Regions from separate parts of the Mus musculus genome. Here region 2 is linked to region 1. A link is a contact called in public HiCAR-type data. All regions are on one chromosome and are shown on one strand. The core of a region is the stretch at or near the end of the contact, and the rest is flanking DNA. Distances in the headings are between cores, read along the strand shown. Region 1 holds the start of Alkbh4 (alkB homolog 4, lysine demethylase). Region 2 holds the start of Gpr146 (G protein-coupled receptor 146).

Region 1 (2,700 bases), core at 110-2,609:
ATTAATTACCCCATCTGTCCCAGAGGGATTTCCACCAACAAAGTTCTTGTGCAAGCATGAAGCTTGCTTTAGACTTGGCTAGCCTGAACTATGTAGACTAGGTTGGCCGCAAAACTCAAGAGATCCCATCCTACACAACTCATTGCGTAGTCCAGGAAAGCCTTGAACTTAACTCTCCTCCCCCTACCCACGTGCTGAGATGACAGGCATGTGCCACCCCTTGGGAGCTGTTCAGGTGTTGATAGGGATGGAACCCTAGGGATACTCAGGCTCTGTGCATGTCTAGTAAGCAATGTAGCAACTGAGCTATGCCAACTGTTCTAGCCTTCTCACTTCCTAACTTACCTTTCTATGTATTACAGAGTGTCTATGTATCTGTGTGTGGTGTGTGGATAGGAATGGGCACAATCAAAGCGTGATTAAGGGGGTCATGGTTTTAGGGAGCTGCTTTGCTCCACTGTCTGGGCCCAAGGGATTGAATTCAGGCTTGATGACAGACAGGCACCTTTATCTGCAGATCATTTCTGTGGCCCATCTTCCCTCCCTTAAAGAGTACTTTGTTGCCGGGCAGTGGTGGCACACGCACGCCTTTAATCCCAGCACTTGTGAGGCAGAGGCAGGTGGATTTCTGAGTTCGAAGCCAGCCTGGTCTACAGAGTGAGTTCCAGGACAGCCAGGGCTACACAGAGAAACCCTGTCTCAAAAACAAACAGGCAAGCAAACAAACAAAACAAAATGACTTTAGAGCCCAAGACTTCCAAGTTCCTTCTTGTTTTTACTAGTTCCTGCTAGCCCGTTCCGTGCTACACAGGATCCCTCAACATCCCTTAGTATCTCATCAGTCTTTCCACTCCGCGCAAGGCTAAGGGCGTTCGCTCCAAGTTTATCTGACGCCGGGCGTTGGCTGCCAATCTCCCACATCTCCGTTTGGCGCGAGATTCGACTGGGGCTCGAATCCCGGATAACAGAATAACCCGGGCAGGAGGAGGAGACGGAGGGGTCTGAGCCTTGCATTCCGCCCATCAAACCACCCTGGCGGGGAAGAACCCCACGCCCCGGATCCGCTTCAACCCCACATGCTCTTACTTCAAACTCTGAATCTTCCCCAGCTTATCCGTCTTGGGTCGCCCACGTTGCAGGAGCAGTTGCGGCGTGAGAGGAGCCATGGGTGGCCGAGGGCTCAACCGAACCCGCGCCTCCACGAAGTCCGGTCGCTAAGGCCCGCTGCCGGGGAGCCCAGGAGGTGGCGCACAACAAACCCTTTGCGAGTCCGTTGCGACCGGAAGGAAGTAGAACGCCAGCCTTACGCCCCACCTCCTGCTTCTGCGATGACTACAACTCCCAGCGGCCCCTGCGTCTCGCGCCTGCGCTCTTAACTGATCGGAGGACGCGATGGCGGCGGCGGCTGAAGTTTCTCTTTTGCAGGAGTGCGGCTGTAAGGGCATCCGGACCTGTCTTATCTGCGAGAGACAACGCCACAGGGACCCGCCCTGGCAGATCTGCCTTCAGGTACGGACTAGGAAAAGAGTCATAGCCAGAAAATCTATTCATCTTAATGGGAAACTAAGGCCCAGCTTGCCTGTAAAACAGCCAAGGACCAAAGCCTCGCGGTAGGTGAGTTGTTTGGAGCGCTTATATCTTCAATATTCACAAAACCCAAAAGGTGGACCAAGTGCCATCGGCTGATTAATGGAAGGGCGGGGAAATGCTGGTGCACGCCGAGATCTCTGCATTTGAAAGGCAGAGAGGCTGGAGAACGGACCTCAGCCGCCCAGCAGGTTTTAGGAGTTACCTTGGCAGTAGGGAAGCGGCTGTCACACATCATCTCTGTGACTTTGGGGGGTGAGGGGTGGGGGTGGGGGGCAGTGGTAAATAACTTGGACTGAACGGGTCTGGTTTTGAGTGAGCTTCCGGAGCACAAGGGAGACTGCATGGAAATGGTAGGGAGTGCTGAACACTAGGCCGCCTGTATTAGACAGGGAATGAGCGACTTAAGACAGCACAGGCAGCCGGGCAGTGGTGGCGCATGCCTTTAATCCCAGCACTCGGGAGACAAGAGGCAGGTGGAATTCCGAGTTCGAGGCCAGCCTGGTCTACAGAGTGAGTTCCAGGACAGCCAGGACTACACTACAGAGAAACCTGTCTCCAAAACAGGCTTTGATTTGGGGGAAATTTTTTTGGGAAAACAAACCTGTATGAATCAGCTTTACAGCCGGGCAGTGGTGGTGCATGCCATTAGACTTAGCACTTGGGATGCAGAGGCAGGCAGATCTCTGTGAGTCCCAGGCTAGCCTGATCTACATAGGGAGTTCCAGGAAAGCCCATCTTGAAAAACAAAAACAAATCTGTCTTACAAGATACTAATAGGATCAGGAGTCAGGTAGGCCAGGAAGAATGTTAAAATGTTTCCCTTCTAGCTCTCTGTTGACCAGGCTAACACCTTCCATCAAAATGGGCAATGGATGGATGAATGAATGAATGAATGAATGAAAAATAACTTCAGAGCATTTGTATGGCCCTGGCAGTGCTGTAGCAAGTTGCTGGGATGCATAGCCAGGGGAATGCTTGAGTAGAGGCCTGAGATAGGAGCTGTGGGTGGCTGAGGCGACAGACACTTAAAGAGATCAAAGGGGCCTGAGCCAAGTTTTTTGTTTTAGTTATTTTCTTTAGTTAGAGGCCCCAGGGCGCCCCCTCCATAAG
Region 2 (2,739 bases), core at 194-2,693, 3.2 Mb after region 1:
ACTCGTGACCACTGAGTACACGGCCCGAGCAGGGGCCATGCCTGACCCTTAGGAGCCCTCCCTGCAGCACGAGGGAGGCCAGCTCTGTGGGATTTTTCAAATATCAACCTCAGAGCACGAGGTCAGACAGCAATTCACACACCCTACCATGTCCAAGATGTCTAGCTCGGGGACATGCCTGCTCAATGGGAGGACCGCCCGCAGCCGAGTCGGCGGCTGGGCCCTCTTACTCTGAACATCTGTGCTGTGCTTCGGGTGGTGCAGAGCAGGCAGCCAGTGGGGCCTTGCACTAGGAGGGTGCTCGGTTCACCAGCAGCACTCCCCAGTTGTGAGTGAAACCTCACAGGAACCCTCTGGAAGGCCCAGGAACCCTGACACTTCAGAGTCTCACCAGGAATCCTGAGGGTCAATTATTTATGGTTTACTTTCATTTTAGATTATGTGCCTATGGAGCCCAGAGGTCCACCTTGGCCATCATTCCTCAGGTGCTGTCCACCTTGTTTTTTATAAGACAGGGTTGGCTTTTTGGGGGTGGGGGTGGTTGGTGGCCTGAAATGTGAAAGTTAGATAGGCTGGCCCAAAGGGCCCCAGCGCCTGCCACCTCCCTAGCACTACAAGCACATGCTACCACACTCAACCTTTCTGACATGGGTTCTGAGGGATCAAACATAGGTCCTCCTGCTTGCAATTGGGCCAACAACTCCAGGACCCTCCCCCCACTTTTGACAGTCTTACTTTGCAACCCCAGTTGGCCCAGAATTTGCTATGTAAGCTACAACAGCCTTGGATTTATGGCAGTCCTTGCTCTGCCTCTTGAGTGCTGAGATTATAGATGGGCACCATCATGCCCAGTTAGGCTATCTGTGTGTGTGTGTGTATTTTGTTGTTGTTACTCTTTGTTTTTTAAGATCTCATGTATCCCAGGATACCCTTCAGGTGACTATGTAGCCAGGGACAGCCTTGAACTTCTGATCCTCCCTGCTCTATCTCCTGAGTGTTGGGACTACATGTATGCACGCACCACTACCCCTGGCTTATGTGGTGTTGAGGACTAAACGCCGGGCTTCCTGACTGTTAGGCAAATACTCTAAATGGCACCATTCCCACTTTCATGTTGGACAGCAGCTACACAGTGGGTCGGAGCTGTTTTCTCCGGACAGCTCCACTTAGACGCCTCTAGGACCGGGGAAGCACAGGTCGGGGAAATTACAAACTTTAATGGGGGCAGGTGCGCCGCCCTCCAGCATTAAGGCGGCCGGCCGTGGCTGGCCAAGGGGATTGTCCGTTCGGACTGGGGGCGGAGCCTGCGGGAACTAAGCACCGGTTCCAAGAAAAGGGCGGAGCCACCGAGCTGTGGGTCGGGAGAGAGGGCAGGGCCTGACGGCGTTGCTCGGCGGGCGGGGGCGGGACCACGCGAGCAGCCCCCGGGGGCGGGACGGGGTCACGTGTGTACACAGCCCCCACGGCGTGCGCGCCGTGAGCTCCGCTGCCTCCTGCAAGCCCAGCTGCCCGCCCGCGGCCGGTGCGCGGGCCGCCGCCCAGCGAGCGGTGAGTGGGGCCCGGGGAGGGGAGCCCCTAATGCTCTGTTCCAGGCGGGAGGAGACCGCGCCAGGCTGCGCTGGGTGGACGCCAGGGACAGGGAGTGTGGTCCTGAACCCGCGGCGGGCGGTGGGTTTGCTGCCCGAGGAGGCGGACGGGCTCTCCTAGGACGCTACGGTTACCATCTTCGTCCCTTCTGTTGGTTAAGAGCGTCAGGACATTTGGAACCCGTGCGTAGAGATAGCGGAACTTGCGCCATCGGCCCTGAACATTCATCGGGCACGGGAGGCAGTACCAGCAACTAGAACCCCAAGTGAAGGGATACAGTTTCTTCGGTCCTCAGGCTTGCTGACTAGGACTAACTTAGTACCCGCTGTCCAGAACAGCACCTGCCAATTTAGCGCGCCCCGGTCTGTGATTATGTTCTTGCGAGCTGCATTCCTATTCTCGTCCTGATCCAGCAACCTGACATCTATGTCCACCTCCATGTATCAGAGGCACTGATAACCTGGGGTTAAGCTAGCTTGAAAGAACTATAAGTTAATCCTATTGAAACGCCTCTGGACGTGTCCTGAGGCCACTCCACCCATAGGGGACCAGGCACTATCTCTGTGAGTGCAAGGAAACACTATTAATAATTACACTAAGGGTACAGTCACATTATCCTAACCTGCCATGTAAGTCTTTGAAGAACAACCACAAGGTCCAGATTTCCAAACTAGAACCTCTGGTTGCTCCCAGGGTACAGTGTATCAGTGTCCCCGTGACTCTTTTTTTTTTTTTTTTTTTTTTTGGTTTTTCGAGACAGGGTTTCTCTGTGTAGCCCTGTCCTGGAACTCACTTTGTAGACCAGGCTGGCCTCGAACTCAGAAATCCGCCTGCCTCTGCCTCCTGAGTGCTGGGATTAAAGGCGTGCGCCACCACGCCCGGCTCCCCGTGACTCTTGAATGGGCTCATGAAGAAAGCTGCGACACATCCAGCTAAACCTAATGTGGGGATGCATGGGGATTTAGGTCAGAATGTGTAGGCTGAGTAGTTGGGAGGGGATGCCTGTGTGGTTCACAGACTGGAGGAGACTCTTGCAGCTCCCTGGGCATTCTCTCCTTCCTTACCCCACAATGTCCTAGCATAATCCCCTCCTTTAATGACCCAAACATACTGAGACATGAAGCCAAGCCCTTGGGGGAGTGAGATCTGTGC

The links. HiCAR-type assays count read pairs that join an accessible place to other places.
Region 2: a HiCAR-type map of astrocytes shows a contact between it and region 1, with 7 times the contacts expected there. The contact joins the promoter of Gpr146 here to the promoter of Alkbh4 in region 1. A contact is called at or near these places in 1 of 484 Hi-C or Micro-C datasets (CD8 T cells) and 1 of 115 datasets of contacts at active chromatin or transcription factors (astrocytes).

What each region holds. Positions count from the first base shown.
Region 1 is chr5:136,134,786-136,137,485 of GRCm38.p6, forward strand. It overlaps Alkbh4 (alkB homolog 4, lysine demethylase), which reads left to right and starts at 1,360. Exons shown (of 3, transcript NM_001347492.1): 1 at 1,360-1,509. The coding sequence starts at 1,393. Lrwd1 (leucine-rich repeats and WD repeat domain containing 1) reads right to left here and starts at 1,289. Exons shown (of 15, transcript NM_027891.4): 1 at 1,087-1,289. The coding sequence starts at 1,166.
Region 2 is chr5:139,379,196-139,381,934 of GRCm38.p6, forward strand. Gpr146 (G protein-coupled receptor 146) reads left to right here and starts at 1,444. Exons shown (of 2, transcript NM_030258.5): 1 at 1,444-1,548. The region is part of intron 2 of 3110082I17Rik (RIKEN cDNA 3110082I17 gene); the gene reads right to left.